Linked DNA regions of Ovis aries: region 1 is linked to region 2. The links are chromatin contacts, called in public Hi-C maps. All regions are on one chromosome and are shown on one strand. Each heading gives the region's core, a stretch centred on a gene start, on an enhancer-like site or on the middle of the called end of the contact. The rest is flanking DNA. Distances are from core to core; before and after follow the strand shown.

Evidence for each region. Hi-C and Micro-C count contacts between places; a contact is called where the count stands out from the background.
Region 1: a Hi-C map of hypothalamus shows a contact between it and region 2, with 6 times the contacts expected there. The contact joins the promoter of PPP2R1A here to the enhancer-like site in region 2. A contact is called at or near these places in 4 of 16 Hi-C or Micro-C datasets (hypothalamus, liver, muscle and 1 more).

What each region holds. Positions count from the first base shown.
Region 1 is chr14:58,152,639-58,157,904 of ARS-UI_Ramb_v3.0, forward strand. It overlaps PPP2R1A (protein phosphatase 2 scaffold subunit Aalpha), which reads left to right and starts at 1,968. Exons shown (of 15, transcript XM_027978664.2): 1 at 1,968-2,102. The coding sequence starts at 2,025.
Region 2 is chr14:57,990,989-57,996,331 of ARS-UI_Ramb_v3.0, forward strand. No RefSeq gene overlaps it. Among named protein-coding and RNA genes, the nearest start is that of ZNF614, 77 kb to the left of the region's middle. Within about 2 kb of position 1,698, at least 49 of the 54 cell types and tissues checked have an H3K27ac peak or open chromatin away from gene starts, as enhancers often do. A contact at or near this core is called in hypothalamus, liver, muscle and 1 more, where this site is marked.

The DNA.
Region 1 (5,266 bases), core at 718-3,217, 160 kb after region 2:
GGCCCAACACTCACTACACTCCTGGGACATGGGAGACAATGTCCTAATGATTTTGTTAGTTAATACCTCTGGCAAAGGGATGCAGCCTCCAGTTAAAAGTCCCCACTGCTTTATGAACTCAGGGCCACTCTGACACTACCAACAGGTGCACTGCTTATAAACAGCAGTAATTAGCTTGCCAATAAATGCACCTCAGGTGGGCTGCCATCTATGGGGTCAGATACGACTGAAGTGACTTAGCAGCAGCAGCAGCAAATGCACCTCAAAACTGAAGTCTGATCTGTAGAAGCCTTGCAATTCTCCTGCTTGATGTTCCAAATTTGGGGATGAATCAATTTGGACTCCACTGCCACCAAGGTACGAAGGGCCCCCGAAGTCCTGCATCTTATAGGAATCACTTATTCGAGACTGGCTCCAGCAGCATCCTGGCTTTATAGGAATAAGTGGTATCTATCCCTCTGGGGGAATTTTCAGCTCTACACTATAGCCAAAGCCACTGGCACTAGTAACCCTGTCCTCTGAGACCTTCCTAAATGCATGGTCTGACCGACGCGGAAGGTTTAGGCAAGTTGAAACCTAATGTTGCTCCCTGGGCCGCTGTGGCTGTGCAGTCTTAGTGCCAGCTGTGCAGGAATAGAAAACAGATGTGGTCAGACACCTGGACGATTGCCAGTGTGTCCAAGTGGCACACAAGCCTTTAGTGTGCCTTGGACATCACTCTTTTAGGATGTGAACTGTGGAAACAAACTGTTGTGCTGAGAGAACTCTTTGGGTCATTGGTTGAAATACTCTTGGTCAGGGTCTTTTCTGTGGAGTCTGACCAGAATCAAGCTGCTGACTGCATCTATGAGCTGCAGAGGCTGTCTCTGCATGGCACACTTGGGACTCTTGGGGGGGGGGGGGCGCTTTGAGGTGTAACTGACAAAATTATAAGATATTTAGAGCGCATCCTTAGCTAAGGAGGTTTATAGCCTCCGTGAGTTGGCAGAGTTGGGGTTGGGGGAAGATCCTGGGAATAAGGAGGAAAAGACTGAAATATGCAACGTCTTCTCCGCTCAACCCCCGCTCCCTTTTATAAGGAGCAGTTTCCTAACTGGAGTGGGTCTTTAGCGAAGACTCAGCTAAGGGATACAAATTTTGAGAGAGGGAGGGAGGGAGAGAAATTGAGATTGACTGATTACGTGGCTCTGGGAGCTTGGCCAGGACTGAAGAGAGGAAGGGAAGAGGAGATACGTAGAGATCCGACGATTTAATAGGAACTGCTTTCCAAATAGAACGTACAGTTTGGGCAAAGGCTTGTTGGCATGAAAAAGCATGATGTGCTCAAGCAATTAATTTTCCAGAACTGCTGAAGAGTAAAAAGGGGAGGTGGGAGACAGGCGTTCAGGAATCAGATCCACGCATGAGGAGCGTTGGGTTTTACCCAGAGTAAGGCAAGTCGCCACGTTTCTCGGGGCCTCAGCAAAATAAAGCATAAATCAAAGACACACTCTCTCCTCCTCTCGCGCAAAGGTTCAGGAGTCCACTTGCCAGCAAGAGGAACCACTGTCTCCCAAACCAAAACCTGCGGATAGTTCTCGTTGCCCCGCCAGTGACGTCATGCATTCCTAGCGACGCAGGCGCAGAAGAACTCGGAGGCGAGCTGGCTTAGCCACCTCCCAATCTTCCTCCTCATTGGCTAGAAGCAACTGCTCGTCTAGGCCGCTATTAGCGGCGACGTAGGCGGGCCCAATCTTGGTCGCTAAGATACGACGTACTTCCGTTTCCTCCTCCCCCTCTCCTACGGCAAACTTAATCTCGTCACTTCGGCCAATGGCAAATGGGCGGTAGGCGGGACCTTATTTGTTCGGACCAAAGAAACGCAGGCTCAGCCGGGATATCGCGGCCAATGAATGTGGGGTAGCCCCTGTAAAGTGGCTCGGGCGTCCCCACGCCTTTCTTTCCTCCTCCCAGCCCAACCCCTCCCTATCCCGGTTTTAGCACGGCGCTGGCCGCAGTCTTGACAGGAACGGGACGGGCCCAAGATGGCGGCGGCCGATGGCGACGACTCGCTCTACCCCATCGCGGTGCTCATAGACGAGCTCCGCAACGAGGATGTTCAGGTCCGGAAGCAACGGGGACTTGAGGAAGAAGGGAAAGGGGACCTGGGGGCACGGGCGTCCCTCGCGGACAAGGTTCAGTGTTCGCTGGGAGTGGCGGAAGGGGCGGCGGCCAATCAGCATTCCGTTTTCATATGTTAGGGTCCCCGGACTCGATGAGACGGCGCCCGTGATTGGGTGTCGGCCCAGCGGAGGGCGGGAGCGAAGGCCACCTTGGAGGGTCCCGGGCCTGCCAAGTGCGCGCGGGGCCCCGGGCCTACGAGGCCGCGGCTCTGGAGAGAGTCGACCGATTGGGTTGGGGAGAGGCGAAGGAACGGCTTGGTGATTGGCGGCAGCAGCCCTTGAATGGCGCCTTGGGGATGCTGTGGGCGCGTGACTTGCTCCGAGTGGGGGAGGGGCCGCCTGATTGGTGGGGGTCCGGGTAGTTTTCACCCTTCACGGCTTCAGCGGCTAAGGCTCTGCGCTGTGGGTTAAACTTTCCAAATGGAGACTGAGACGTGAACACTGACTTTACAGTTCCTGCCCTCCCACTCTCCAGTTTTGGTGTAGACCCCCGAAGGGGAGGGGGGGCGAAAAGCTCACTCCCAAAGTGGGAACTGGCCAAATTCAGGTACGAATTACGAGGTGGAAACTCGCCCCCCTTCCAGGATCCTCCCGTTGAGTGGAGGGTGGGCAGTGCACTAAACGGGCTAACATTTCTAATGTGTAGGAGCGGGAGGTTCAGATATGTGAGCCCAGCAGGCGAAGTATTGAGAGGAGGTAGGGTTAGGGTTTGCCTATCCCAGCCCTGCCTCTCACCCGAGTGACCTTGGGCCGATTAGTTCACCGATCTGGGCCTTTGTTTTCCATAAACTATGGTCTAATAATAGTCCTGGTGTCAATGGGAGGTTGTAAGGGGCTGAACGAGTTAATAATACGAGTCATATAGAACGGCGCCCGGTCTGTTGTAAGGGCCCAATAAATGTTAGCTGTAATTGTGGGGAGTGGTGATCGAAGAGTTTCTATACTCCCTTTGGGCCTTAGTTTCCCCATTTATAAAATTGTGCGGGCTACACTGGCCCAGCCTCTGTGGTTTGGGCTCCTATGACCGTAGTTCGGGAGTCAGAACAGCAAGGCCAGCGTGGTGGCTGCACAGTGAGTGTCGAAGTGGTGGCAGATGAGGATTAATCCAGAGCTAGATCAAGTGAGGCCTGTGGACCAGCAAGGCAAAGCCTTTAGTGAGGTGGAGGAGCCAGTGCCAGGCTTTGCGTAGAGGAATGACATGCTCCTGAGTTTTTGCTGTCGAATAGAGACCAGGCAGGAGCAGAGAGACCTTTCTGGATGCCACTGCAAAGCAGCACCAGCATTGGCAGGATTGGGGGTATCTTGAAAAGGAGGGTTGTTGGGATTTGCTGGTGGTTTGGATGCAGTGTGGTGAGTGATGGAGGAGTCAAGATGACTGAGATTTGAATGCCAGCACTACCGGTGCCCTCCCTGTGTGCGCTGGACCAGTCAGTGCCTTGCCTGTTCTGGGTCCAGATTCCTCATCTGTAAGGAATAATGATGAGTGAGGAAGCAGCATCTGCCTGGTTGGGCAGTTGCAGTGGAATTGACCCCTTAAGAAGGCATTCAGTGATGACCTCATTCAGTTGTCATAGCAGTTTATGGTTTTATATTTGGAGAGTGAACTTCAAAGAAATTGCTTCCTTATCCAGTAAGAAGCAGTGACTGGGTTGCATTGTCTCAGGGGTATTTGGGGCACCACGTTTCTTAAAATGTGGTTCACTGGTGGAGAGAACAGGTTTCTGTGTTACTTACACTGTGTGCTTCAGTTTTCTCATCTATGAAGTGGGAATAGGGAATTCCCTGGTGGTCCAGTGTCTGGAACTCGGCACTTTCACTGCATTGGGCTCACTGCATTGGGCTCAGACTTCAGTCTGTGGTTGGGGAACTAGGGTCCCGCAAGCCGTGCAGTGGATACCTCCCCCCACCCCAAAGTAATACTTAGCATTTCATAGGCATGTTTCAAGGATTAAATACGTTAGTACAAGGAAAATGCTTAGAACAATGCACGACATGTTTTAAGTTTTCATTAAATTTAGTCTGCCGCTTGTGGTAAGATGAGGGCTTCATCTCTCAAAGGTGAGATGCTTCAGGAATTTAAAAACTGTTCTCTTAATGGTTACTGTAGAGCAGTGGGTCTTAACAGGTTGTCACGACTGGTGGGGGGAGAGCTGCAAGCAGTAGCTAGGCATGCTCCCCAGCATCCTGCACTGCCCAGGCCGTCCCTTCACAAGGGATGGTCCAGCCCCAGAGGTCAGTTGTGCCAAGGCTGAGAAACCCTGCTGTCTGCCAGCCTGCTAAGTGCTTTGTGTGTGTTTGTTGAGTCCTCACAAAAGAAATCTGAGATAGGTGCTGGGTTTTTTTTCCAGTAAATGATTTTTGATTGTCAGATCTCAAGCCACAGAGAAAATAGTACCGAATCCAGATTCAGCAGTTTAAAAAAAAAAATTTATCATATTTTTTCACCTGTTTCTCATCCTCCTCCCCACACACTTTTTTTTTTTGGCTGAAGTATTTTAAAAATAAATCCCATACCCCAGATACTTTCTCCTACATACTTCATTATGCACCTCTAAAACCATGGACTTTTTTTATTTGGCTGTGCAGTGCAGCATGTGGTATCTTTGTTCCCCAACAAGGGATCAGACTAGTGCCCCCTGCATTGGAAGCATGGAGTCTTAACCCCTGGACCACCAAGGAAGTCCTAAAACAATGGGCATTTTAATAACCACAATGACATTATCATACATCAGTTCAGTTCAGTTGCTCAGTCGTGTCCTACTCTTTGCAACCCCATGGATTGCAGCATGCTAGGCCTCCCTGTCTATCACCAACTCCTGGAGTTTAGTCAAACTCATGTCCATTGAGTCAGTGATGACATCCAACCATCTCATCTTCTGTCATCCCCTTCTGCCTTCAATCTTTCCCAGCATCAGGGTCTTTTCAAATGAGTCAGTTCTTCGCATCAGGTGGCCAAAGTATTGGAGCTTCAGCGTTTCAGCATCAGTCCTCCCAATGAATATTCAGGATTGATCTCCTTTAGGATTGACTGGTTTGATCTCCTTGCAGTCCAGAGGACTCTCAAGAGTCTTCTCCAGCACCACAGTTCAAAAACATCATACATG
Region 2 (5,343 bases), core at 448-2,947:
AGGAATGGAACCCATATCTCCTGTGTTTTCTACATTGCAGGCGGATTCTTTATCTGCTGAACCACTGAGAAAGCAAATGAAGGAAGCTTGAATTCAACTAAGTGGGGAAATGAGGAGGTGAATTTTTAAGCATATAATGTGTATGTGGAAAAAGCACAAGAGGGCTAATACTGAGGTGGTGGCATATGGGGTGTGTTGGTATCAATTCAGTTACCCCTAGCCAAAGTGAACTGTGAATTCAAAACCAGGATGTCATCCTTTAAACCTGGCAAAGTTGATATTGCCAAGGGAGACTTGGCAAGCAACAGCCTTAGGTTGTTGGCAACAAATGAATGTCTAATGTTGAAGGCTCTAGAATGTCAACATTTGTTGGCAAAGTAATGTCTCTGCTTTTGAATATGCTGTCTAGGTTGGTCATAACTTTCCTACCAAGGAGTAAGCGTCTTTTAATTTCATGGTTGCAATCACCATCTGCAGTGATTTTGGAGCCCCCCAAAATAAAGTCTGCCACTGTTTCCCCATCTATTTCCCACCTAGACAAAACACTGAATTCATTGATATTCACCTACCACTCCAGTTCTTAATCACTGAGCCTCATGAGCAGAAATCATTATCAAGTCAAACTTGGGTCGGCTCAGCCGCTGAGCAGCAAAGCCAATTTACTGACACCACTTTGTTGTGAAGCAAAGCCCAGCATTTTCCGCAAGGCCCAGCTGGGAGAACTGACAGCTCAGGCTTAGAAGACCTCAACTCCCTGATGCCTTTCAGGGGAAGGTTTTTTAAAGCAATTATTTGTGATGAGGGATGCAGGGTTCATGACTTCCTACTGATTGGTTGGTGGTGAGGTAACAGTTTCAGGAACCTTCATTATCAACTTTCTAGTTCTAATCAGTCTTAAGCTTGTGCTCAGCAAATAATCACATCTTCCACCCCGGCAGGTGTCTGAGTTTCTGCAGAACGCAAAGGTATGCATCAGATCCTATGCATATCCCTTAAGGAGGAACTAAGATTCCGTGAACTATTGTTTCTTGCCTGTTTTTCCTTAGTTTCTGCATTCCCTCACTTCGCACTTCCCTAATTAGTCAGCTCTTTGGATATCCCTCAAAGTCCAGGAGATCAAAGCCTTTTTCTACAAACAAGAAAGGGGGCTGATAGAGAGGGCCTTTGGTACCCAAGAGGGCCCTTCAGAATCCAGCTCACTTTCAATCCCCCTTTCCTTTGATAGTCCTCAATCCTGAGGGGAACAGGGTGGGACACGGAAAAGAAAAGTTTTGGTTGGAGAGGTCAATTATAAAGTCAGCAAGGGATTTTAGGAAGGCTGGGTTTCAAAACACAGACACAAACCCTCAGTCAGCGCCTCGATCGCTTCTCTCTTCAGAGATTCAATAGCACTGACTGCCAAAGGGCGTATGACTAAAGCCAAGCCTCCCCAGTGACTGAACCCCAAAAAAACCGCCTGAAGGCCTCCCATTGGCCTCGCAGGGCCCCACTCCGGATCGACGTCCCGAACACTACCCACCTGACACTGAGATTCTCAAGGCTCCGGGCAGCTACCAAAGGCTGAATTCACTTCCAAAATGATTCCCATTACCATCTTGTCGAGCGCAAGTCCCCCTCTCTGGCTGTCGCTAGGGACGCTTCTGATCCGGGGCGACCTCAGAGCCTTCTGAGGTCTTGGAGTTCTGGCCTCCCGCCCAGCTCTATGACGTAACGAGACCACGCCCACTGCAGCGATGCGAGAGGAAAGGGTCATCGCAGAGGCTGGGGCTCAGAGCGGGAACTGAAATCACTGTGGGACACTTCTTTCCCTTCCCCTCCTTGTTGTCGGTCAAACGCACCATGCTGAACAAGTTTTGAGAGGCTGGACCCTATCCAAGACCGTGGCGGCGCGGGCTGGATTCTATTTTGCTTTCTGGGGCATACGGAGACATGGCAGCGCCCGCCAGCACCACGGAGAAGCACTATGGGGGCGGCCATCTTGCAGGAAGTGCAGTTCCGTACGGCGGAAAGACACGAGGAGCTAGCGTTAGGAGCCGCCTTTGGACGGTCAATGAAGTTTGTAGGAGTGAAGACACGTTAAAAACGTGGCTGTCAAAGACAGGGTGAAATCTGGAAAGCAGGTGGAGCGGGGATGGAGAATGAGTAAGGTCGGTTTGAGACCTGTTGAAGGGGCGGAGCCGCCGATGCTGAAGAGCCCAGCACTGTAAACACATATACCGGGGGCTGGGAATGTGGCTGTTTGCAACTGCGAACCGAGAGGGGCGAGGCTTAAAAGAAATGCAAATATTTCCTTAGAAAACAAAGGGCAATTCCGAATAATTACATGGTGATATAAAGTATTTCAGTGTTTGGCATCATTCCCAAATAAAACTCTTAAATGTTAGCCATTATTTTACACAGAGGGGTAGTAGAGGATATTATCTGCACATCCTTTCTAGAGGGCAATTTAGAAATTATCTATACAATTTAAATCTTTCGTTCTCATTGATGCAGAATTTCCAATGCTAGGAATTTTTGTTTGGTATTTTTTTTTTTTAACTAGGAATAACCTGAGTGTACAATCAGCAGGTGAATAGTTTTGTAAATTAAACATAGATCTCTTCAACAGAACAGTCTACAGTAACCTTTAAAAAGCCAGTTATAGGGACTTCCTCTGTGGTCCAGTGGTGATGACTATGCTTCCAGTACAGCCCTGCGGGTTGATCCCTGAACCAGGAACTACAATCCCATATACCATGTGGTGTGGCCAAACTGAAAATAATATAAATAAATAAGCCGATTATGGAATTACCTGTATTTTTTAAGTGACTTATTGAATGGATGAAATATTGACCTCCAGAACAGCATTCATCATAATATGATCCTACGGCACACATTACTAAGCATTTCAAAAATTTGAAGGGATTAAGAAAAACTTAAAAGTTTGATTATATTTGGGGTATGGACTTGGAGATGGAATCTTCACTAAACTCAAAGATTAACATAGCATCACAACATACATACTGCCTGCTCCAGTCTGGAAGCTCCTCAAAGTGCACAACTGTAAAATGTAAGCCCTCTCCCTTCCAGATTGAATTTTCCCTTGTTTTGTTTCTCATCTAGCAGTTACTACTACACAGTAAATCAAGAATGGAGATGTGTTACCTGGATTGTAGGTTGATGTGAAGGTCAGAGGATCAACCCAAAGTATAACCTGCGTCACCATCACACTGGCCACTGATTCCTGTTAATACCATCTCAAAAATAACTCCAGAACCACTCCCTGTGCTCACCCTCATTGCTTTACTCCGTTTATATGAATTATTACTGAATTTGCCCACCGCACCAGCCTCAGAAGTGAATGCTTCTCCAACCACCTCTTTTCCCATACTGCAACCATCTTTGTTATTATACCCTCCCCAAAACCCTTAATTAGTTTACTGATAACAGACTAAAGCAAGATCTCAAGAGAATGCTTTTAAGGCTATATAGAGGCACACACTGAACAGATTCTCCATTATCATCTTCATTACTCCCTGCCTCCCACTTAATTCTTCCACTACTCTGCTTACTTCCAAGACCTTGTGGTCTCATAGGCTACCAAGAATTTGTGAATACTTTCCCTCCACTGAAGTCCTTGGCACACAGGAAGCAATGAGAGAATATTAGTTACTATGGCTGTTCTCTCATGAGTCATCTTAGTTGTTACTTCTTCAGATAGCAGTCAGGGACACCTTCCATGCCAGTCTCAAAAACAATCATACATTAAATATAAAATTGCAACTACATTGTGGTACTAACAATAGAAAGTACAAAAGGCATCCAATAGAGAAAAAGACAACATGTCAATACAAGGGATGACTGAAGATCATTATCTTTCTAGACCATCATGCTGACTTGACTGCCCTCCAAAAGGTACTATGAATTCCTCAGACAGAAACTCTGTAATATTTTTGTATCTCCAGTTCTCAGAAAACTTGAATGGGTTTCAATAATGGACTGAATTTTCAAAGCAAGGTAAGAGGAAGGAATAAGCAGTGGTACCATGGCAGTCAATGAAGAAGGAAAAACTTGAGAATCCATAGAAATTTAAAAAATCTAAGCAAAGCAAATCAAGACTCTAGATGAAATAAATCAGTATGAAATCCAGAGGTGAAAACATGAGTATTTTCCTCTAAATGATTAAGTCATGAATACTAACATAGGAGAGGAATCCTCAGAGGCTCTGTTGAGATACTGTCAAAGTTTAGAAACTAGAAGATGAGTCACCATAACATGATTTTAAAGGTGTGAGGCCTTCACAGATATAAGAATTTACTTCTTTTCTACCTGGATGTTTCTCATTCACTTACCTGGATCATAGATATTTCCCCTTTCTATCCATGGTTTGTCTCCTTCCTTCAACTTGAAGATTTCAATTGCTTTGGGACTCTGATACCCTATTCACAAAAAAAACATACTATTTAGCAAAATCTTTGGGCATGAAATCTAAACACTGTTCAATGATCCCATTTATATTAACAGATTATGCAGCTACACCTTGGAAGTAGCTTTCCCCTTGGAGTAGCAAAAACTTGAGAATCCATGGAAAGGAAAAAACAAAAATCTAAGCAAAACAAATCAAGATCCTAGATGAAATAAATCTGTCTGAGGCCTAAGGGGAGACTAAGAATCTATCATTTATAAAAATTCAAGTCATACGTATGGGTCAACAAACTCTGGTTGGTGACTATAACTAAGACATTAGACATTCATTTGTTGGCAAAGTAATGTCAAATGAATGTTGCAAAGTACAATAAAGCAAATCACAATAAAATGAGCTGTGTTTGTGTAGAAATATTACCCAAAGAGGGAATTCATTGGCAGTCATGTGATTAGGACTCCGTGCTTCCACTGCAGTGGGCATGGACCAGACTAGATCCCTGGTCAGGGAACTAAGATCCCTTGCAAGTTGTGTGGTGGAGCCAAAAAAACCAAATTGAATTGGAGGTTTGTGGCAGCTCTGTGTAGAGCAAATCTGTTGGCACCATTTTTTCCAACAGCATTTGCTCACTTTGTGTCTTTCTCATATTTTGATAATTCCCTCAATATTTCAAACTTTTTCATTATTATTATGTTTGTTATGCTGATTTGTAATCCATGATCTTTGATGTTACTCCTACAAGTCACAGAAGGCTCAGATGATGATTAGCAATTTTTAATGAGAAAGTATTTTGAAATTAAGATATGTACTATGTTTTAGACATAATGCTACTGCACACATAACAGACTACAGTCTTGTGTAAACATAACTTTTATACGCTCTGGGAAACAAATTCATGTCACTAACTTCATGCAATACTTGTATGGTGGAGGTCTGGAACT